6 separate regions of the Mus musculus genome follow, and all the other regions are linked to region 6. A link is a contact called in public HiChIP or PLAC-seq and promoter capture Hi-C data. All regions are on one chromosome and are shown on one strand. The core of a region is the stretch at or near the end of the contact, and the rest is flanking DNA. Distances in the headings are between cores, read along the strand shown.

The links. Promoter capture Hi-C pulls out the DNA fragments that hold promoters and counts their contacts. HiChIP or PLAC-seq counts read pairs in DNA pulled down with a chosen protein or histone mark.
Region 1: a contact with region 6 is called in an H3K4me3 HiChIP or PLAC-seq map of bone marrow-derived macrophages, with 6 times the contacts expected there. The contact joins the enhancer-like site here to the promoter of Commd2 in region 6. A contact is called at or near these places in 1 of 39 promoter capture datasets (the 3T3-L1 cell line), 1 of 15 datasets of contacts at CTCF or cohesin (pro-B cells), 3 of 484 Hi-C or Micro-C datasets (the Ba/F3 cell line, cerebral cortex and cortical neurons), 5 of 115 datasets of contacts at active chromatin or transcription factors (astrocytes, bone marrow-derived macrophages, embryonic stem cells and 2 more) and 1 of 9 other capture datasets (adipose tissue).
Region 2: a promoter capture Hi-C map of neural stem cells shows a contact between it and region 6. The contact joins the enhancer-like site here to the promoter of Commd2 in region 6. A contact is called at or near these places in 2 of 39 promoter capture datasets (embryonic stem cells and neural stem cells) and 3 of 115 datasets of contacts at active chromatin or transcription factors (bone marrow-derived macrophages, embryonic stem cells and large pre-B cells).
Region 3: a contact with region 6 is called in a promoter capture Hi-C map of hippocampal neurons, with 2.4 times the contacts expected there. The contact joins the promoter of Erich6 here to the promoter of Commd2 in region 6. A contact is called at or near these places in 2 of 39 promoter capture datasets (hippocampal neurons and liver).
Region 4: an H3K4me3 HiChIP or PLAC-seq map of neural tube shows a contact between it and region 6, with 4 times the contacts expected there. The contact joins the promoter of 1700007F19Rik here to the promoter of Commd2 in region 6. A contact is called at or near these places in 5 of 39 promoter capture datasets (the 3T3-L1 cell line, embryonic stem cells, liver and 1 more), 3 of 15 datasets of contacts at CTCF or cohesin (hippocampal excitatory neurons, large pre-B cells and pro-B cells), 4 of 484 Hi-C or Micro-C datasets (cerebral cortex, cortical neurons and nephron progenitors) and 12 of 115 datasets of contacts at active chromatin or transcription factors (embryonic basal ganglia, embryonic forebrain, embryonic hindbrain and 8 more).
Region 5: a promoter capture Hi-C map of liver shows a contact between it and region 6, with 3 times the contacts expected there. The contact joins the promoter of Tsc22d2 here to the promoter of Commd2 in region 6. A contact is called at or near these places in 16 of 39 promoter capture datasets (the 3T3-L1 cell line, 3T3-L1-derived adipocytes, the C10 cell line and 10 more), 3 of 484 Hi-C or Micro-C datasets (LSK cells, embryonic stem cells and regulatory T cells) and 14 of 115 datasets of contacts at active chromatin or transcription factors (the 230-238 cell line, astrocytes, bone marrow-derived macrophages and 10 more).

What each region holds. Positions count from the first base shown.
Region 1 is chr3:58,467,911-58,471,633 of GRCm38.p6, reverse strand. No RefSeq gene overlaps it. Among named protein-coding and RNA genes, the nearest start is that of Tsc22d2, 55 kb to the right of the region's middle. Within about 2 kb of position 1,438, at least 112 of the 459 cell types and tissues checked have an H3K27ac peak or open chromatin away from gene starts, as enhancers often do. A contact at or near this core is called in the Ba/F3 cell line, adipose tissue and bone marrow-derived macrophages, where this site is marked.
Region 2 is chr3:58,375,944-58,379,323 of GRCm38.p6, reverse strand. No RefSeq gene overlaps it. Among named protein-coding and RNA genes, the nearest start is that of Tsc22d2, 37 kb to the left of the region's middle. Within about 2 kb of position 1,368, at least 8 of the 459 cell types and tissues checked have an H3K27ac peak or open chromatin away from gene starts, as enhancers often do. A contact at or near this core is called in neural stem cells, where this site is marked.
Region 3 is chr3:58,635,264-58,639,052 of GRCm38.p6, reverse strand. Erich6 (glutamate rich 6) reads left to right here and starts at 1,846. Exons shown (of 14, transcript NM_001081262.1): 1 at 1,846-2,417; 2 at 2,935-2,992. The coding sequence starts at 1,889. It overlaps Gm46806 (a long non-coding RNA gene), which reads right to left and starts at 3,042. Exons shown (of 2, transcript XR_001783856.2): 1 at 2,256-3,042; 2 at 1,561-1,916.
Region 4 is chr3:58,162,425-58,165,792 of GRCm38.p6, reverse strand. 1700007F19Rik (RIKEN cDNA 1700007F19 gene) reads left to right here and starts at 1,986. Exons shown (of 6, transcript NR_040538.1): 1 at 1,986-2,031; 2 at 2,240-2,286; 3 at 3,327-3,368. Gm40056 (a long non-coding RNA gene) reads right to left here. Exons shown (of 6, transcript XR_003954487.1): 5 at 1,537-3,368.
Region 5 is chr3:58,412,696-58,416,095 of GRCm38.p6, reverse strand. Tsc22d2 (TSC22 domain family, member 2) reads right to left here and starts at 1,376. Exons shown (of 4, transcript NM_001081229.2): 1 at 1-1,376. The coding sequence starts at 407.
Region 6 is chr3:57,650,379-57,653,748 of GRCm38.p6, reverse strand. It overlaps Commd2 (COMM domain containing 2), which reads left to right and starts at 2,065. Exons shown (of 5, transcript NM_175095.4): 1 at 2,065-2,162; 2 at 2,250-2,327; 3 at 2,976-3,058. The coding sequence starts at 2,096.

The sequences.
Region 1 (3,723 bases), core at 189-2,688, 820 kb before region 6:
TCAAGTCTGATGCTGTGTATAAAAAAGGAGTAAACTGTTCTTTGTAACTTAGATGAAGCAGCTACCAGCCTTGCAATAGGGCAATTCACAAGCACTGTGTAGATGACAACATTTATTCTAACCCAAATCGCTGACTGGTAGGGCTGAGCCTGTCCTGTGTTGTTTGGTGTACTGATGAGTCCCTTACAACCTTTACACGAAGTGAAACTGTCATTTAAAAAAAAGGGGGGGGGGGAGTATGCACTACTTGTTAAAAAATATTTTAATAGTCTTTTCCTTTTTTGGGTCTCATTTTGTAGTCCAGGCTGGCATAGATTTACTAGATAGACCAGCCTGGCCTCAACCTGTAATCCCTTCTCAGCATCCCAAATGCTGAGATTATAGGTGTGAGCTACCACACTTGGCTTGACAATCCACATTCCTGACAGAGGAGCAATCACACTGATCTCAGAGAGCTGCATGAAAGCTGCTTGAGGGGAGGGTGTGTTGTTATGTGTTATCGGTATTCTGTTCATCCTGAATGGCCAGCTGTTAAACACAGAGCCCAAGGTTTATAGATGTCATGACCTGAACAAGCCAGGTACACATCTTCAACATGTTTGTTCCAGAAAATATGCTTTCGTCCCTTTGATCCTGAGCCCATGGAAGCACAGTGGGAGAAACATGGAATACCAGGTCTCTTACACTATAGCTGTACCTCTGGTCAATTCTGAGATCTTGGGCAGATTACAAACTCCTAAACATGTCTCCATACTTGTCAAATAAGCAAATTCTTGCTGTCGCTAGCCATTGGGTAGTTGTGCTGTTCTAAAAGGGTAAGGAGGAAATTTTTTGTCAAAAGGGTTGTAAATTTCCCAGTCTTTCTCCAGAGGCTCTGGTCAAAAATTGATAAAGAAAAAGACCATGGCTTTAACCAGGTGCCCAGAAAGTGGTAAAACAAAAAAAGCAGAAGCCAGCACAAGGAGTCATGTCCTACAAGAAGCCTATGAGTAAGTTATTACCCCAATACTTAATGATTAATAAAAAAAAAGTATAAGATTCATGTGGATCTTCATTTACTCCTTCAGTAATCTGAGTAATTAGTGCCAGAACATACAACTGTAAATATGAAAGCAGGGTCCCTCTCAGAGACTGCAGCACTGAGGCCAGTGGGTACAGAGGGCTATCAAAGGGCAAAGGGGACTTTTCATTTAACATCATACTGCTCAGCTTCTGTCTTTAAGTATTGATGCTCTCCTGCCCAGAGTCTAAGCTGTTCATTTTAAATTTCTGTCGCAGACATGATGTCGTCTCCTGTTCCTGTGCCTCTCCAACCCCAGGCTGGCGGTCAGGACCCAAGGGGTAGAAGCTCGTTTGAGGGTGTGATTATCTGAGAAGAGAATGCTTCCAGGAAGCTGTGTTTCTGGATGAGTCAGCTAGCTTCAGAGCCATTACTGAACGCTGAACTCGGTAGATTCCGGAAGTTAAGTCGGTAGTGAAAAAGCCAAGACTCACAGGCTCAGAACCCCACTTATTCCCTCTCTCTAGAGAATAGGACAGGGCAGTCTTTAAGGGGCCCATTTTCATTCTATAAAGGGACTTCTTTACAGCTTTTCTCAGTGATTGTCTTTGCAACAGCTGGCTATTAGGGGCAGGATGGGAGAGTTGAGAAAAAGGAAACCTGTGACGACTAAGATTGGTGGATGAGAGGAGGACCACACAGACCTAGGCTCTTGCACAATCTTGCACAAGATTATTAAGCTAATGCTTCAACACTAAGTCCTTGTCCTGAGTCACTTTCCTGTGTCTGGAGAAAGTCCAAAAGGATGATAAATTGGTCTTTGTGGAGGCATGTTGAACTAATACAGCAGACTCCATGGGTACCAGTCTTGCTGAGCAAACTATTAGACATAGTTTGTACATGCTGAAGTCCACTCACCCACTGCCATATCTCTTAGTAAGCATTCTGGCTCATGGGCTTATATGGAAGTATGTTCAGTAACCACATGGTAGAGGTTGAGCATGTACGAGTGGACTCCTTGTCTGTGTAATGACTCCCTGGGTTCTTGAACAGCTTCTACTGCTGTTTCTAGATGCTACTGTTACTCTCAAAGTAGCGTCAGTTGTGCCTGGATATGGGCTTCCCATCCTGTCTTAGTCACTTCTCTATTACGGTCATAAAACATCAGTCCAAGGCAACTTATTGATGGAAAACTGGGTTGATTTTGGGATTAGGGTTCCAGAGGGATGAGAGCCCATCACCATGACAGCAGGTAAATCTGGCACCAGGTAGGCATCATGGCAGGAATAGTGGAAAGCTCACATCTCAGAGCCACAAGTAACAAGCTAAGATAGCCCCAACTGGGAATGATCCAAGACTTTTGAAACTCAAAGTCTGCCCTTAGTGATTTACTTCCTCCAGCAAGGCCATATTTCCTAAACCTCCCAAAATAGTGTCACCCACTGGGGACCAAATACTCCAAATGCCAGAGGTTACGGTGGACATCTCATTCAAACCACCATATATCCCTAGCCCTCAATATATATATTTTTTTTCTTTTTGAGAGTCTGATTCTGTAATCTGGGTTAGCCTTCAACTCATGGCAATCCTCCTGTTTCAAAATGTTCTTGACACAGAAGTCACTCTGTGACTGAGCAGTAGAGACCAGTTGTTTTCAATCACCAACTTTTGTCTTTTCTTTCCTTCCTTCCTGGCTCTCCCTACAAAGCACCAGAGGTTTGGTATCCCAAATGAACTCACTTCATTTTCCCATAGAACAAGATATTAGTTCCTTACATATTTATTTTTGTTCATTTTTAGAACTCAATGTATTTTGAAATACTTCCAGTTTGAAACTGGAAGTAAAAGGAAGAAATAAAGCCCCCACCTTTCTTAGATGACTAGGTAAGAGCAAGGCAGTTTCTCTTTAGAGGAGTGTCCTTGGAGAGTGAGAGAAAGTGTAACAGAATGCATAGGCACATGGAATAATGATCAGTGATGGTAATATCACAAGAGTAGAGGCAATCAGACAGAAGCATTCAGCAAATGTGGTCTTTGAATCAATTCTGACGATATATAAAGTTGAAGCTTCAAGATCTGATTTAGAAATAGAGAACTCTACAAAAATGCAACCAGGGAAACACAAGCTCCAGGAATAGCCACAGGAAAAATAGCACAGATTACTAGAGTATTTTAAGGGGTAGGGAGAGAGAGACACACACACACATGGACCCTTTAGGTGAAGAGATTTCAAGGTATGACAACCATTTAAAATGTGCCATCACATCAGTCCTTCCTTTGGTCCAGATTCAAAGAAACTATAAACATGACAGAAGGGAGATGTGACTGTCAGTGAACGCTGACTAGATTTCCTGTGAGACAAATGGATTGCTCATTTTGAGGTGGTGCAATGGTTTGCTTACAAAAAAAATATGTTTGTGAATGTGAAGTCTAGGACATCTCAGGTTCTCTTCAAAATAATCTGGAAGATCACGGGAGTAGACAGTAGAAACGTTAGTAATGTAAGATTGGCCATGAGCAGATAGTTTAAATTGGGTTGTGAACATATGGGCATTTACTAGACTACTTTTTTTTTTTTTTTGCATATGATTGGGGATCACCACAACTTAGTGACAAAGATGATGGTAAAATAAACATTAGTGTGAGTGGACATGGGATGTATAACTTTCCAACAATAAAAGGGTAAGAAGTGAAAAACAGTATCAGTTGAATAAGCCAAAAGA
Region 2 (3,380 bases), core at 119-2,618, 730 kb before region 6:
TATAGACTGTAAGTTATCACAATAAAGTCCCTCAATATAGAGAGACATTCCATAAGTTCTGTGACTCAAGAGAACCCTGACTAATACAAAAGATAAGCTGTTCATCCCTCACAACTACAGTTATTCATCATGTAGTATCAGGGCTAGTTCTGAGTAACATGGTGCTAGAAGAGTCATTGTTATGTGAATACCATATCGTGTCATTACACAAACTCAAGTAAGTCACTGGAGGTGGCCTCTACATGTAATCATGAGACATTAAACATGAGATTTATAGGGCTCCTACTGATGTGTCATGGCCTACTGTATTACAATAAACCTTTCTTATATAATTAAGAGACATGCACTTTAAAATAAAGATAAAAATAAACATACAAGCCAGGAACACAGTTGTTTATCACCAGCAAGAGCTGTGTGCTGTAATTGTGTTGGCTACAATTTTCTAGGACTGACAAGGTAGTAGGTTTGTTTACACCAACATTACACTGTTTGGTTGTGCCTGAGCATCATGACAGCTATGACATCATTGGGTGATGGATATTTTGAGGTTCATTGTGATCTTTACGGACCACACACACATCATCTGTCTTTAATGCTTATGTGGTACATAGATGTACCTATATACTAGGTGTGGTTGTTGTTGATGTTGGCTGTCATTTTCAGAAGCAGGAAGTTCCGCTGCTCTGTGGGTACAGCGAGGGTGCCCAGTGGGCACTCCACGGTGTGGAATATGGCAGCCAGAGCCAGGGCACACCACAAGGGCTGCCAGGGCACTTGCTGCTCCCCAGCTCATGCCACTGCTATGATACTGGTGGTTGAGGTAGAGGTTCCTCAGGCCCTAGGTTGTCTTCCAGATCTGCAACCACAGTCTGAGCTGCTCTGGCTGGAACCTAGGTATTGTTATTAACTTTAGATTAACCAAAGCAGAGTTTTGTAAATAAGTTGTTCAAAGTCAAACTACCATTAGCAAAGATTAAAATGAAATCTTAAAAGGTTGACATTAGAACTATAGCATTATCTCATAAGGAACATTTGACTAAAAGTCAGCTTATAGTTAATAATTCACAGTAAATACATACCCAGCACAACAACTTGGTACAGTAGATGTTGTACACATTTTAATACTGTGGGTTACGAATATTTGTGTTCTTATTAATTAAATTGTTTTTGTAACATTGAAATTTTCTATATATTTATTGGTAAAACCACATAGTTTAGAGTTTGAACGGGGCCAGTATGAATCCAAGGTCAAAGATTTTAACAACTGGAAGCATTCCTCCTGTAGCTCTGGTATCAACTTACTTGCATGGCCTGTGACTTAAGACAGAATATTCATGTGTAAATGACAGAATGCAACTTCCTGTCCAGGATCCTTTCTGCTCAGCGGGCTCTGACCTAAAAACACCCTGGAGCCTTTGTCAGTAGGAAGCCTGCCTGCCATTCATCTTCACTGCTTTGGTTTGGCTTCACTGCCTCAAAGAGTGAGAAACTCATTAATTAAAAATCATGACTTGTACAGGTAGCTGAAAACATAAACACAGGGCAGAGGAGCAGAAGGCTGGCCCAGAGCCAACCGGAATCTGAAAATGTGAATAGTGTGACTCCATTCAAACCAAGCTCTGCAAGTGGGAAGAATGGGGAGGGGACACTGGAATCTCCCAGGTGGCCGAGAGGACCTGTAAGAGCCCCGAGGAACAACAAAGGACAGGCTAGCAATGAGTGTGTGTGCAAGGGTGGTCTAAGGAGAGACAAAAAGGGAAACTGATGCAGAAAACCAGGACTTGGTGGACTGCCTGTAGCACCACCACTGTGTCGAGAATAATGAACAAGGAAGCAGTGACACCTGACCATGGCAACTTGTCTAAAATGGAAAGATTGGGCTGGAGAGATGGCTCAGCGGTTAAGAGCACTGATTGCTCTTCTGAACCAAGGTCCTGGGTTCAAATCCCAGCAACCACATGGAGGCTCACAATCATCCCTAATGAAATCTGACGCCCTCTTCTGGGGTGTCTTAAGACAGCTACAGTGTACTTACATATAATAAATAAATAAATCTAAAATAAAAAAGAAATAAAATAAAATGGAAAGATCACATACCATTAAGGGACACTTCCTGAAGAATGTTTCTGCACAAAGCCCAGTGTTGCTGGGAACTCTTTCGGGGGTGGGGGGTGGGAACCACACGTTGTGTTTATATGGCTAATTATCTTAGTTTTACTTGGTCCTTTAAAAGATGCAGTCAGCAATTTACATGCTTGGGGGTTTCATGCCACAGAGACAAGAGTTAAATGATGAAAACAGGAGACGAGTTATGGGGATGAAAAAAAGAAAAGGCCTGGCTGGAACAGTATGAGGAAGAACAACGCAGGAAAACAGGAACCTTGTTTCTGCATGCAGTGCAACTGCAGTGGCTCAGGACAGAGGCCATCCCTGTATCCCACAGGCTGTCTACAATTGCTCAACTGTCTCTGGCTACAATTAGAAAGGAAGACTATAAAGTGAAAGAGTAGTTACAAACCCAGAACATTCTTTTACTGGAATGTTTTGCCATATTGTGAGTTTGATGGCTATTCAGTTCTTTTGGGAGAGTTAATATATTCCGTTTTTCAAACCCAGAGCCTGGCTTTTAGAGACACCAATTTCATTAGTTTTCTACCTGAAGTTTTTCCACAAGCAATAAGATTCTAATACATGTTAGAGAGACTGACTGCAAGCCAACTATTGTACAAAATAAAAAACATCAAAAGCATGTTGCCATGCAGAACAAGATGTAGAAAAATAAAACGTACATTTCTAGGGTACCAAATGTCTTGATGTTTTGAAAATGTGCTTCCAGCATGATGGTGATGTAACATGCCAAACATCCGGTCTTATAATGTAGGGGCCCGGGGAGATAGGAACAGGAGCAATACAGCTAACTTATATAAGGGACTCAACAAGAGGCAAATGCGTTAAAAATCAAGTGGGAACTTCAGACAACTCACGGGTGTTTTTGTATTTGGAAAATATGTAAGCTGTCTTAAGCAAAGGGACTGTGCCTAATACTCAGTGAATTGCAGTAAATCTGTCTTCTAAATCTCCTTCTTTGCTCCTATGTAGTAAACATGAGCAAAGAGAGACTGTGCGTTGGATTAGACAGAAGGCAAATATATATTGAGAAACTCCAACTGGGAAGAAAACAGTGTGCACAGAGCCAGGACAAGCATGTTATATTTATTAAGTATTTTAGTTTTTATCTGAGATTTCATTTAATGCTAACAACCATCCAGTCTATTTTACTTTGAGGGTGGGGATGAGGACTAGCGGATCAAATTTATAATTTGGTTGGGGGTGTGTCTCAGGGATAGTGCTTGCCTAGCACGAAGAGGCCCTGTGATCCC
Region 3 (3,789 bases), core at 597-3,096, 990 kb before region 6:
GTCCCTAAAACATTTTAAAAGAAGCTGGGCAGATCTAAAAAGGAATACTCTTTAAATGTAGCGTACAGAACTAAAAAATGTAGCCATCACAGAAGCCATCTGGAGGCAGGTGGTCTTGACTAAGCATACCCACCACGACACCTCCCTCCCACCAGCCCACCCCACCCCATCTCTCCCCACAGCTTGACTGCCCTCCACAATCCCTGGAAGCAGAAACACAGCTTTATACCTTTACACATGTCACTTCCCTCCATAGAGGGCCAGTTGAATTTCAGGACCTAGGAAAGTGCTTACAACACCAGAATGCTCTTATTAGAATATAAGCTCAGTTGTAAGGAGCATACCACAGGCCCTGGGCTCATCGCTAGCACCCATTCCCAGCAGTCAAAGATTGTCTGCATAGGACTTCATAAGTCCCATTCACTGTCCTCACTCCCACACTTCCCCAGGTCTCTGGAGTGCCTTCCTACCCTGGGCCTGATCCACTACTCATTATGTCCCTGTCCACACATCTGACCTTTTTTTCCAAAGCCACTCAAACATCTGGACTGCCTCATTAGCCTGTGGCAAGCATTCCATTGCCCTTCAAGATCTTCCATTCTTTTAAAAACACTCTGAGCAGTTTCTCTCTGCCCCACCCACAGGAGTATTGGACAATTTCTGCCACTCACTCCCTGGTCTATATTCTAATGCCAGTGACCTTGATGAACCCTGCCAAGTAGTTAGGTACTCTGGCCAGCTACTTAAGCAGGCTTCTAGGTAGTGGCCTGACTCTACACCCAACAGAGACCTGGCTCACAGTAGTGCCCAATAAATATAGTGTCAGATTAACAGCCATCAAAATAATTGCTCAGTGAACCAACCACAAAACAGGATCATGTGGGTTTGTCTAAATGAAACAAAAGTTAAGGCCACTGTGCCACCACATAGTCCCCATCACAGAGTTGTCCTGCCTTCCATTTGACCTAAACCTTAGGTCCTCTCCCAAAACACTTTAGGGGAAGTCTGTCCTCGACGGGACCTTCCAAGGGCATCACACTGCAGCTAAACCCAGGTGCCTCCATGTCCCTACTGCGGTGTTCCCAGTGGTCTTTGGATGATATATGTCTAAAATTACAGGCCACTATTCCATATTCATCAATATCCACAAATATCTTAAAGGAATGGTTGTTCCCAGCCCCCCCACCCCCCACAAATAGGCTAACAGAAGTCAAGTGACAGAAGAAATCACACATAGTGACTCATAGGCCTGACCCTGGGCATCTAATGTTCACCATACTTTCCTGGATACTATTTTTAGTATGTGCAAATATTTCACAAAAGAAAATAATAATTTAAAGTACCATGAGTTGAAACAAGGCCCCCAAAACAAAAAGTGGCATGTGGTAGACAGATATCGCTGGAATTTTCTATTTCCAAAACAAAAGGATGGATCAAAGAATCGACCAAACTAGGGCTAGAGTAAACCAAATTATCTCAGCAGCAATATATCTCCAAAAAGTCTTACTAAACAACAAATGTAAGGCAATGTAATCATAAGACGGCAAAGAAAGGCTGGTGTCTAATATAGTAAGCAGAGTTTTACTGGAATTTCCAATAATCATATTTCTAATAAAAATCAAATTCCACAACTCCCTCAGTGCCAAATGACATTATGGGTATCCTCCTTAAAAAGCCAGAAGGTCCGGCTCCAGGGAAAGGGAGGTTGCTTCTCTGCTGGCTAAGAGGGGCTCAGAGACCTAGAGAGCAAAGGCAGAAAGAAGCTTGGCAGAAAGAAGCTTGGCGCAGGGTCCTGAGGCTTTAAACCCTGAAAGGTTCCGAGGTTGCCCTGGGAGACAGACGCTCAACAGCTGCTCCGGGGTCGAGCGCTCCGGGGCTGCCCACAAACATGCGCCCGCGTCAGGGAGTGCGGAAGCCTGGAAAGAGGAACACAAAGTCAAAAAAGCCAGATAAAGCCTCGAAGGGAAAAGAGATGGTAGAGGCAGAGAAAGCGCAGAAGATGCAGAGAGAGCAGGGGGAGGAGTTGGAGCAGGAGGGACAGGAGGAGGAGGTGGAGGAAGAGGAAAAGGAGGAGGAGGCCAAGGAGGAGCAGGGAGCTCAGGAGGAGCAGGAGGGGCAGGGAGCTCAGGGGGTGCAAGGGTGGGATGATAGGGAGGGCCAGCCGCAGGAAAGCCAGAACCTGTTCCCTGAGTCGTTGAACGAAGAAGACATCTGGAAAGCCATAGGCCCCAGTGAAGGCTTTGACGAAGACTCACCGGAATTTCGTCCCCGCTTAATTAGCGTGGTCAGCCCCAGCCTGAGCACTATGTCCCCGCCCAGCAAGGTGTCCAGCCCCTCGTGGGGCGAAGAGGAGCCGCTGCCGCTGCCGCACAGGGAGGGCTCTCCTCCTGCTTCCAGCAGCGGCTCGTCCCACAAAAGTAGCGTTGGGCTTCTCCCTCCCTCGGGATCCTGGCCTGAAGGGCGGCCGGTGCTTCCCCCTCCCCCTCTGCTGCCCTTAACACTAGCAAGTCTTGGCTGATTGCCATGATGGCCCCTAGTGTGGGATCTAAGGGAAATCGGTTAGTAAAAGTAACAGGCCACTCCTGGGGCACTAGTGCCTGTGGGGTGCTCAACTACTTACTGAAGCAGTTCTACCTAACACCTTAACACGCAGCGTTACTGTCTTCCTTTAAAAGGAAGCAGAGCATTTAGAACGAGCTTCTTGGAGTCAGAGTTCACATTTTACTGTGGGTGTATCTTAACTGTTGGGGGAAAGGGTGGTGGTGTCTTTGTGCATTCTAGGATATATTTTTTATCAGCATACACAAATCATACACACACACCTGTGACAACCACCCTGTTTCTGCCCCTCACCAAATGTTCCCTGGGGACAAAATTTCCCTTGGAGAACCGGAGGCATGGAGTGGCTAAACTGTTTAATGTTTCGTCTGACAGGCTATCCCAAAATATTTCAAACATTTAAAAAGGACTTGTCTGAAGTGACTGTAGATAGGTAAGAAAATGTTTTCAATTATCAGTATTTTTTAAATATTTAGTTAGTTATTTAATGTATGTGATTCCACTGTTGCTGTCTTCAGACGCACCAGAAGAGGACATCTTATCTCATTACAGATGGTTGTGAGCCACCATGTGGTTGCTGGGAATTGAACTCAGAACCTCCAGAAGAGCAGACAGTGCTCTTAACTGCTGAGCCATCTCTCCAGCCCGAAAAAAAATCTTTTCCTCAGCAAACAGAAAGGAGCAGAAGCTAAGTTGGGATCAATGGCCTGCAGCTACTGGCTCAGCCCGGAGAAAGTAAAAGCAATTGCACTCACTGAATGGAAAATCTTATTTTTTTTTTTTTTATTTTTAGACAACAGGATTTACTAACATCAGATTTCATGCTCTTGGCCTTGGATTTAATATACTGGCTCCTTAGTATGCAACTGAGGCATGTTTATTACTTTTCAATTTTAAAATGCAAACTGTACCCAAAGTACTTAACAAAACAACACACATATTATAAAAGTAATATAATATAAAAACTGCCAAGTAATATAATTTCCTATGAACATGGAGCTAATACCTCTTTAGGTGCTGTTTGGTTGACCTGGAGGCCAGCCACTATGTTGGACTAGCTGGCTAGCAAGACTCAGGGATCCATCCGTCTTTATCTTCCCATTGCCAGGATTACAAAGCTTAACTCCCATGCACAGCTTTTTTTTTTTTTAATGTATTCTGGGGCTGGGGGTGGAGGATGGAACTCACAGCCTTGTGTTTGCAAGGCAAGCTTATTACCAGCTAAGCTAC
Region 4 (3,368 bases), core at 737-3,236, 510 kb before region 6:
TGCTCTGTGAGCGGTAGTCTGGATCTCTGCCACAGTGGCCCACGTAATCTCCCCTTTTAACTCTTTCTGAGGACCCAGTGTGGGCTCCCCAGGTCTTGTTCGGCCCTTCTCCACTGGCTATGTTTGCTTTGCTTCCAGGGTTTGGTTACTCTACAAATTGCTGGAATAAACACGTGTTTTAGCTGACGTATGTGACAATTTCTCCATGGTAGATAACTGGAACGAGAACAATTGGATTTACAGAGATTTTGAAAATGTATACCGCTGGATTGTCCGGTGTGGTAGCACCAGTGGTAACAACCATGCTCCCACGGATATTCTGCTGTTGAATGGGTGATTTTACGCGTGTTGGGGCATGTAGACTTTTCTCGTTGCTTCTCTTTACCCTATGTTCATGTTTCAGTTATGTTGCCTTTTCTCTAACAGTTTGCAGACTTTTTTTAAAAAATGACGCTAAAAATGGTGGTACCTATAAAATTCTAGTGCTCAGAAGACTGACGTAGATTGGGCCACACAGGGAGCCAGCTTGGATTATACAGTAAGACTCTACCTCAAGTGGAAAAAAAAATGGTCTTAATAACACATGTATTCATCACTTAGCTTCAGTATTATTGAGTCCTGGACAGTACAGACTCCCATCCACTTGTATCTCATACAACTATTATTTTGAAGAAAATTCCCATGTACCATTCACACATAAACATAAAAAGAATTTTTATAATATCAACAAATATTTCCTTCATTAACTCTTATTTTTTTTAAAAAAGATAATTAATATTATCAAATATCCAGACAGTTAAATTCATTTGCCTCCATTTTTTTTTTACCAGAATCAGTGTGCAATGGAGTCTTTAATTCTAATTGGATAAAAAGCCATAGACAGACGAATGATGGGTAGATAGATGAATAGATGGATGGACAGACAGACAGATGGCAGGCAGATTCTCTCCTCTGTCACACTGGAGAATTCTGATTGTTCTTCTCATGAGGTTTTCTTGAGCCTTGATCTGGTGGCTGTATCTGATGGTGTCATTTAACGCGTTCCTTTCCTCTCAAACGTTTGGTCAGATCCAAGGCTGGACAAGAATCAGGCTTGATATTTTGTCCAGAACACTTGAACTGCTATGTTTTAGACCTCCAGCAAGGCCACATGATTTTCCTGTCTCTCCATGACGTTACCACGCACCCCCCACCCATGTCATTGGGCCTACTTTGGGAAACAGAAAATTATATAGTAATTTAAAATAACGGAAGTTTAATATACAGAATTATTAAAATAATAGCTGTGGAGGTGTAAAGTTGCTTCTGAAGGGCACCCTATATCTGAGGGAGAATAGCAAAGAAAAACAACCCTGAAATAGGGGCTCTCCCTAAGGCCGGACTTTTGACATTGTTGAAGGCAAAAGCTTGAGTGAGGCACAATAGCCAGTAGCTGGGGACACTAGGCTATCTGGTAGGTGCATGTTCATACTTGCCATGCAAGAAGGGAAGGATGCAAAAGGTACAGGCGAGCTGAGGCTATGGCTGTTTACCTACCATACACAAATAGGAAGTGTAAGGACTCGTGTGAAGCATTCACACTTGGAGGGCTTTAAGAAACAAAGTCCTGCTGCCTTGTCAGCCAGCTGTAGATGGAAAGTGGTCAGGAGGTCTGTGTAAAACTGGTACGTTACAAGGGTGAAGGCAAGGGGTCTCTGAGTCCAGGCAGAGGATCCGGGAGAAGGACTGTACACTGTAGCGATCTTGATGGCACATGGCCTGGCTGATGAGCCTACATGTGCACTGCTGGAGGTCAGACACCAGGAGTAAAACCAAGTGAAAAGCCCCTTGTTCCTGTAGTGTCTCTTTAGCGCCCTCTACTGATGAAGCGTCAAATCATGCGCGTTGGGAAGGAGAAGTGTTTCGAATTCCTTCAATGAATGACCCCAGAGCACTGAAACGGTGGACTTAGGGTTTAAAGGCAGTAAATTAGTAACTGATATAACGGTCACTGTTAACTTTCATTGTTTCTTTGGAGGCTGCAAAACGGTGGTAATTTGGTTTTATTGATCTCCCTGTATTTGCTGGATGCTTGTACGGGGAGAACTTTCCCACGTCCTCTTGAGTACCCCAGGCACCGTGTATACAAGCACCAGGCTCCTTCCCTGTTGCCAGTTGTTTTTGTTTGTTTGGGTTTTTTGTTTTGTTTTTTTGTTTGTCTGTTTGTTTGTTTTTTAACATGTCTTCTTTCTCCATCCAGGCCTAGATTCGTGTAAAAGCTATTTTCTACCGACCACATCTTTCTGGGTGAGTCTTGGTTCTGCCCACAAAGCCCCTTAACGGGGTGTATGGAGATAGAGCTGTTTGCTCCCACCTCATGTCACCCTCACCTAATGAACCTAATGAAATGGGTATCCGCTCAGGGAAAGGAAAGACGACTTCCAAGTCTCCCAGCTGGTGATGGGAGGAAATGGGGTTAGAAGACAGGCTGTTTGACTCTGAGCTGAGTCTGGGAAGACCTTATATTCAGCTTGTTTCTCCTGGGATAACTTCAAGCTCGGGTCTCCTGGGTCTTCATCTCTTCTCTATTTGCTTTTGAATTTCAAGGTCATGGCTCTTAGCATCATTGTTGAGAACTCCCAGTTTCTCTCCCAGGTTGGTCACACACTCCAGTGGGGTGGGATCTTTATGGAGGGGCCGGTGCACGCTGATTAACTTCTGCTTTTTGTCTTGTCTCACATGGGTGGGCAGGTGCTTCTGCCCTCTCCAGGTTTTTGTCCCTTCCTCTGTCTCCTCCTCCACACAGAAGAGAATGGGAACTTCTCAGGGGATGGTGAGAGAGAAACAGTAACTGCTGACCCTGGTAGTGACTTGAAGACGGACTGATTCTCCTCCCTGCTCCATTTCCAGAAGCCATGATCCAGCTGTGAAGGCCCAGTCACTCCAACTACGTGGGCCGCTGAAAATCCAGTTTCAACCTGCTTCTCTTTCCCTCTCTTCTCCAGTTCAACCCCATCCTTCAAAAACTCACCTAATTCCTCTGGGAATTAGTCTCTTCCCCCAGGGTCACCAATTCTGCTTGCTAATCTCCTGCACCCCTCTGATCCCCTTCTTGCTTTCCTTCCTCCTACCCAGGCTTTCCTGGCAAAGGCCAACAAAATAACAAAGACTAGGGAATAAGTAAACAGCAGCCTCCCCTCGCTTGGGAGTCCCTGGAAGCGCTTCCTTCATTCACACCGATGAGCCTCGGGATTTCAAAGTGCCTGGCACTGCTTCAAGGCCAGTTACAGCGGCCACGGAGTCATTGTATTGAGATGAAGGTGGATCCAGGCGGTTTCTATTTTTAGGTTCGATTGTTTCTGGAAAAGGTTGCACATCACATAATAGGA
Region 5 (3,400 bases), core at 127-2,626, 760 kb before region 6:
CTACTCGGCCCAGGAGTGGACACCGAAGCGGCGGCCGCCGCCAGGGTCTGGGCGAGTGCCCCCGCCACGCTCCGGGCCGACACGCCACCGCCGCCTCCGTTGGCGGGCGCAGCTGAAGCGGCTGCCAGCTGCCCATCCAGGATGAGGTTCGGGGACACGGTCCCGGGAGTTTCCGCATCCCCGACATTGTTGAGCGTCTCTTCCGAGGAGCTACGCTCGCACACCTCCTCCGGGCCGTAATCCGTGGCCCGGGAAACGTCGAAGATCTCGGAGGACACGTCCTCCGTGCGCGACTCGTCCGGGTCGTCCAGGCTCTCGGTGTCCTCGGTGATGCTGGTGGCCACCTGAGCCGTGGTGACACTGGTGATCTGGAAGCAGCTCTTCTTCTTGGCCGGCATCTTGGACATGGTGGAAGAGGCTGGAGGGCAGAGGCTCCTCTGGGACCCCACCGGAAACCGAGAAGGGCCGAGCACGGGCCCCCAAAGACAAAGTCCGAGTTCGCGCCTGGGTCTACGGCCCACGCCGCCAAGTCACGGGCTGCTCTGGGCGCCGGCGTCTCGGCGCGACATCCTCCTCCTCCCTCCTCACCTCCCGCGGCAGGGGTGCCTCAATTCAACTCCTCAGCGACGGCCCGAGCGTGGTCCAGGGGCGGGCCGGCTGCTCCAACAGCTCAGCCTCCGCGGTCAGTCCAGCCCGGCGCTCGGCGCGGTCAGCAGGCCCGGCTGGGGGTGGAGCGCAGGGCGCAGGAGGCGGCGGCGGCGGCGTGAGGGGCGGTTCTGCCCCGCTCGGGCTCTCCTGGCCGGGTCCCGCGGCTGCTCCCGCGCGGCGACGCGGAGGAAGAAGGCGGAGCGGCGAGGCCGGGACCGGCGCTTCCTGACGGACGGGGCTGGAGGTCCGCGGCGGGAGGCAGCCCTCCGTCCCGGGCTCTAGCCCGAGCGCAGTCCGGGGGCCATGCCGGCGGTGGCGGCGGAAGCCCGCTCGGGGGCGGGGAAGGCCGGCAGTCTGGCCTCCCTCAGGGAGCCACCCGCGGCGGCGGCGGGCCCGGCCTCCTCGCGGCTCTGAGGCGCGTGAGGGGCGGCGGCGGCGGCTGAAGGAACGGCAAGCGAGCGGAGGTGCTCGGCGGCGTGAGGGGAACCGGTGGCGGCGCCTTCCGCTTCTCCGCGGCGCGGCCGGCTCGGAGACTCCGGAGGGAAAAAACAAAACAAAACAAAACAGAAATTCAAACTGCTGAAGCAGCGGCTGCAGCTCCCTCCACTCGGCCAAGATGGGGCTGAAATGGCCGCGCCAGGGATGCTGGGAGGAGCAGCAGCCCCGCAGCCGCTGCCGCCGCAGACTAAAATGCCGCCGCTGCCGCAGCCACCGCCAGCGCCGCAGCCGCCGCCGTTCCGTGACGCGCCGGCGTCGTGACGTCACCGCCCCGCCCCCTCCGGTTTCCTGCGGCTTCGCGTGGAGGCTTGAGGGGGGTTCGTGGGCGGGGCCAAGGGGGTAGAGAAAAGGGAGCGGGTTCTTTTATTTAAAAAATTTTTAAATTTAAATTTCCACACTGCAGGTTCACTAGGAGAGGAAAAGCCAGAAGACGGTTTTAATTTGTAAGCCTGGGGCATCGCATGGTTTAGGGCCGGCGTGTGGCGATCCTGGATGACTGGAGGTCATGTGCTCGGTCTAATGTTTAGCATAGTCTTAGAGGAACCTGGGCGATAGGGGAAAAAAGTAGGGCGATCCAGCTGCCGAAGAGGTGCATAGCTGGAGAAAGCGAACCGGGTTAAAAGTCCTGAAAATATATGTTAACTAGGATAGTGGGAGAAGTGAGATTTAAGAGAAACGAGGGTGACTAACACAGAACATCAAGCCAGACTGAGTTAGAAAGATGATCTTTCAGACAGAAATTCTGTCTATAAAAAGCGGCGGCGACAGGGATGGTTACTTGCCCAAAGTAAAGTCGGTTTCGAAAAAGATTAGGAGTTAATAACATATTCCAAATTTTCACTTGTTGTGGTTCAAGGCTGGAAGAGTTCATTTAAACTTTCGAGACGTTGAACATGAAATCTGCTTATAGGTTCCAACGTTGAAAAGCCTACAGTGTTAAATAAGTGTAGCTCTTTTGATTGTTCTAAGGCTCCTGTTAGAGCCATGTTGTTCTTTGGTTTGCTTTGGATCATGCACAGTAAGAGAATACCTTTTTCTTCCACTACTAAGTCAGACAGCAGCTCTGAAAGTGCCACTGAATTTTTCCATCTTGTAGCTACTTCCCAATCAAAATCGAGTCTTGTTGTTATGAGACCTCTTGTAGCCCAGGCTACTTACTTAAACCAAAGTGGCCTTGAACTTGTAGTGAGCTTCCTGCCTCTGCCTCCCAAGTGCTGGCAAGTGTCTCCACATTGGGAGAGTGAGGATGTTATTTTAAACACCGACCACTCTTGAACTCTTGACACATGAAAACAACTCTAAGTTAGCTAAAATCTGAGAAGTTTTGCTGGAAATTAAGATGTCAGATTTGTTGCAGCTTTTAGAGATCATATCAGGCTGACTCGTTTAAAGTAGTTTACTCAGTTCTCTAATCTTTAAAGAACTCTTTGATCCAAAAACGGATTGAAAATTAAAATTTACACAACACTTTCTAGGTATTTAGCTGTAATGTATGGAGATAGATATTTTAAACTCAATAGAAACTGTCCTTCAAACCCAAGTGACAGAGGTCAGTATATAAACCAATACCTCACAGTAACATCCCTGCTTCTTGAGGGGGGCAGAAGAAAAAAGAAAATAAGTGTTACATGCTGGTGTTATTGTGGCCGAGATAGCTGAGGGAATGCTTCATTTCTAAATCTATAATTTCAGTAATTTCTCAAGACAGTACGTAGAAATAATTGGCTTGTTAATCCAATGTGAATTTATAAGAGATTATTTTAATGCTGATGTTAAAATTAATTATCAGTGGGTATTGTTGACCATAGGAGTTTCAGAAAAATAAAAACCACATGCTTGATCGTGACATTACATTATCTTATTAAATTTCCTTTTCTGATTATTAGGGTGGTATTCTTCAGCCACACGTTAAAGGGGGAAGAGTAATCTGTAAGTGTTCATTCTTTTTGGTTTTTTTTTTTTTTTTTTTGTTTTTTCGGGACAGGGTTTCTCTGTATAGCCCTGGCTGTCCTGGAACTCACTTTGTAGACCAGGCAGGCCTCGAACTCAGAGATCCACCTGCCTCTGCCTCCCAAGTGCTGGGATTAAAGGCGTGCGCCACCACGCCCGGCTGTAAGTGTTCATTCTAACAACAGGTGGAATCTACCATGACATGAAAGTAAACATAAAACTAATTTGAAGAAATGGGAACAACATTTCTGCTACAAAGGGAGTAGAAAATGTTAACAAGACATTTTAGGATTATAAAGTTTGA
Region 6 (3,370 bases), core at 816-3,315:
TACAGAAGAAGTTCCAGGCAGCAATGAAGAGAGACCCTGTCTCAGAAGACCACAAAAACAAATAAAACAAAACCCTCCAGTTCTTCCCTCCTCACTGCCATTTCCAAACTCATCTGCCCACTCTGCCCTTGCATCCTGATAGCCAGGCAAGGGAGTTTCTAAAGATAAACAGACCTGTGTGGATAAACAGCTCCAGGAGGGAGAAACTACAGGCTTACCTGTAGCCCTAGCAGTTGCATTCCCAAACTGCCTACATAAGCCCAAGCACCCCCTTTTCCTTTTGCAGACACTGCCTTCATCCTGTGCCTGCCCTTTCTGTTTGAAATAAAGAGTTCCATCCGTTGAGGTCAGACTGGTCTATTTCCTGCCTCTATAAGCTGTTTCTTTAAGCTGCCTCGGAAATCTAATGTTGTGCTACTTCAGAAATCTAACATTGGTAGTGGAATCCTTACTTCTACAAGGTTCATGGCTCTTGTATAGGTCTACAGTAAGTACCAAGACTCTTTTATAGGTGTAAAAAAAAAATCAAGATATCTTAGTCTTGGGCAGTAGCCAGCACTGAAGATACTAAATAGGCAGGTATCCAATTCCTCACCCCTTGGTGATAGACAATTGTGTAGTTCCTGGGCCTGGGGTAGTTGAAAACATTGGCTCCCTAGAACTCAAGAACTCTTTGATTATTTCTAAAATAATTTTTATGACATTAGGAAGAGACAGAGAGTGAGAAAAGGGAGAGAGGGGAGGAGTGAGTTAATATGTGAACACATGTGCCTCAGTGTACGTTGGTGAGTCAGAGAACAACTCATATGTGTTGGTTTTCTCTTCTACCGTGAGGGTTCCAGGGGTTGAACTCTTGTCTTCAGGCTTCACAGCAAGCAGCTTTTATCCACTGAGCTATCTTACCCACTCAGCTATCTTACCCACCCAGTCTGTTTGAATCTTTACCATCTTCTATCCCTCTTCAGTTCCTAAGAAACTGGTTATTTTACGTTCCCCGCCTCTCAGCTCTCCCTCTTCTGCTGGCAAGAGTCAGGCTGTGCTGTCACTTCTATGGCTTGATGTTCAGAATGCTCAGCTGTCGCAGCTGCTGCCACATGGCTGCTTTTATCATTGCTGCTATAGCACTGTATCTGCTTCCAGAAGTGGGCAAGAAAAGACCCCTAGAGAGAAGCCTTTTATTGAGTCCAAAGTTGTAGCAGCAAGGGATACAGTGTAGGGTGTGTCTATCCCTACCTGCTCATGAACTGAGCAGCCAGCTTCTAAATCTGAAGAAATGGTGTTTGCACCATTTGAAGCAAACCTCACATGTAAACAAAGGTATGTTTGGTTAGCATCTTCCCTTTTGTACTAAGAAAGTGCTCCCTTTCTTGCCTAAGTGGACACGTTCACAGGCTTATTTAGGGATCATGAAGGCTTGTGATAACACAAAGTCCTACACAAACTGTTCAAAACTACCCTAGTTGGGGCTGTATCTTCAGAAATTAATGCAAAGACCTCTGCTCATAGTGTAGTCATAGTGTAGTTTCTTCAAGGTATTTGTGGAGTGTACAAAATAGTCACTACATATATATTTATGTATATATACATGTAATATACGTATACATATATACATATATATACACATATATATACATATACACATACACATACATATACATGAGTATATGTATATACATATACACATATACACATACACATACATATACATATACATGAGTGTTATATACCCAAAACTAGAGTTAGTGATGGTTGAGAACGTGAGTACTGGAACCGAATCTGGTTCTTCTGCAAGAGCAACAAGAGATCTTAACCACTTAACCACCATCTCTCCAGCACTACATATTACACTTTTGCAGGATGGCTCATGAATGAGTGGAAGACTTGTACCTTCAACTCTTTTAACCAGCGTTCACTGCCTACCTTCACTCCTATAGAGTGAACCGGACGATACCGTGCTCCTAGGACTGCCAGCAACCGGAACCCAAAGCATGGGCTGTACCGCGACGCCCGCCGGAACTTCTTTTTGCCTGCACAGAGGTCGGAAGTGGTGAGGGCGGGGCCGGCGCCGGGTGGCAAAGTCTGAAGAGCCGCTAAAATGCTGCTGGATTTGTCCGAGGAGCACAAGGAGCACTTGGCCTTCCTGCCGCAAGTGGACACTGCAGGTAAGTTAGTGCTTGCGGGGTGCTTGCGGCGGGGACAACCCGGGGGACAGCCCGGCACTCACAGCCTGCTGCTGACTTCCGTTGCAGTGGTCGCCGAGTTCGGGAGGATCGCCGTGGAGTTCCTCCGACGGGGCTCAAACCCGAAGATCTACGAAGGCGCCGCCAGTAAGAAAGGGGGAGGACGGGCTCTGTCTGTGGAGCTGGAGAGTGCGATCCATTCTCTTTCTCCGCAGGAGTCTTTGCAGGTCCTAGGGTCTTGTTCCTTGTTCCTCTTAAAACCCCGCAGAGCAGTCAGTCAAGGCGCACACTGCAAGGAGCTGCGCGCTTTTATAACTAGTGTGGAACAAATATCTTCATATTTAAAATGAATACAGTGCCACCTGCCTTTTAGAAATATTCTGGTGCTTAATAAAATACCGCATGCTGAAGAAGTGGAACTGTCATCGAAGTGTTTAGTAAACATTTGCTACCCAGAAACTGCTTTTTTTCTAAGCTGGGGGGGGGGGGGTGGTGGTGGTGGTGGTTGAGATTAAGAACATCTCTACTGACTTCTCCTTCTGCCTGGGTTGAAGGGGCTTTGTGTGTCTGTTCACAGGTTTGTGTTTTGTTAGGCTGACTTGGAGGGAAATAGCCAAGGCCCCTGTTAGTGGAGTGGGTTAAGAAGGAACAGTAGTCTCCGCTTAACTCATTTTTATTGTATAGTTTGAAAACAGAGCAATTGAATGTGTTTATTTTTAAACAAATTGATAATCTGTTTATTTCTTCACCACCCCACCACCACCACCACCACCACCACCACCACCACCACCTTAGGAAAACTGAACGTGAGTAGTGACACTATCCAGCATGGTGTGGAAGGATTAACGTATCTCCTCACCGAGAGCTCAAAGCTTATGGTAAGACTTCTGAGAGCTGTATTGTATCACCCAGATCCTTTCAAACTGGCGCCTATTACAATATTTCTAACTCATAATCGAATTTGTGCAGTATACCAAAACAGTGCTATTGGCGTTATCTAATATGAATTCCTCTTGCCGGTTTAAATTATAATTGTCTCTATTTCTGCATCATGTGCCATCACCCATGTATGTCAGGAGATGGGAGAATGAAATATTGCATTTTTAAAAATGTATCAGCAGTCATTATCTGGCTTGATGGAAAAATATTAAATAAAATTAGGCATCTTAATTTCTTTCCTATTTTAATAA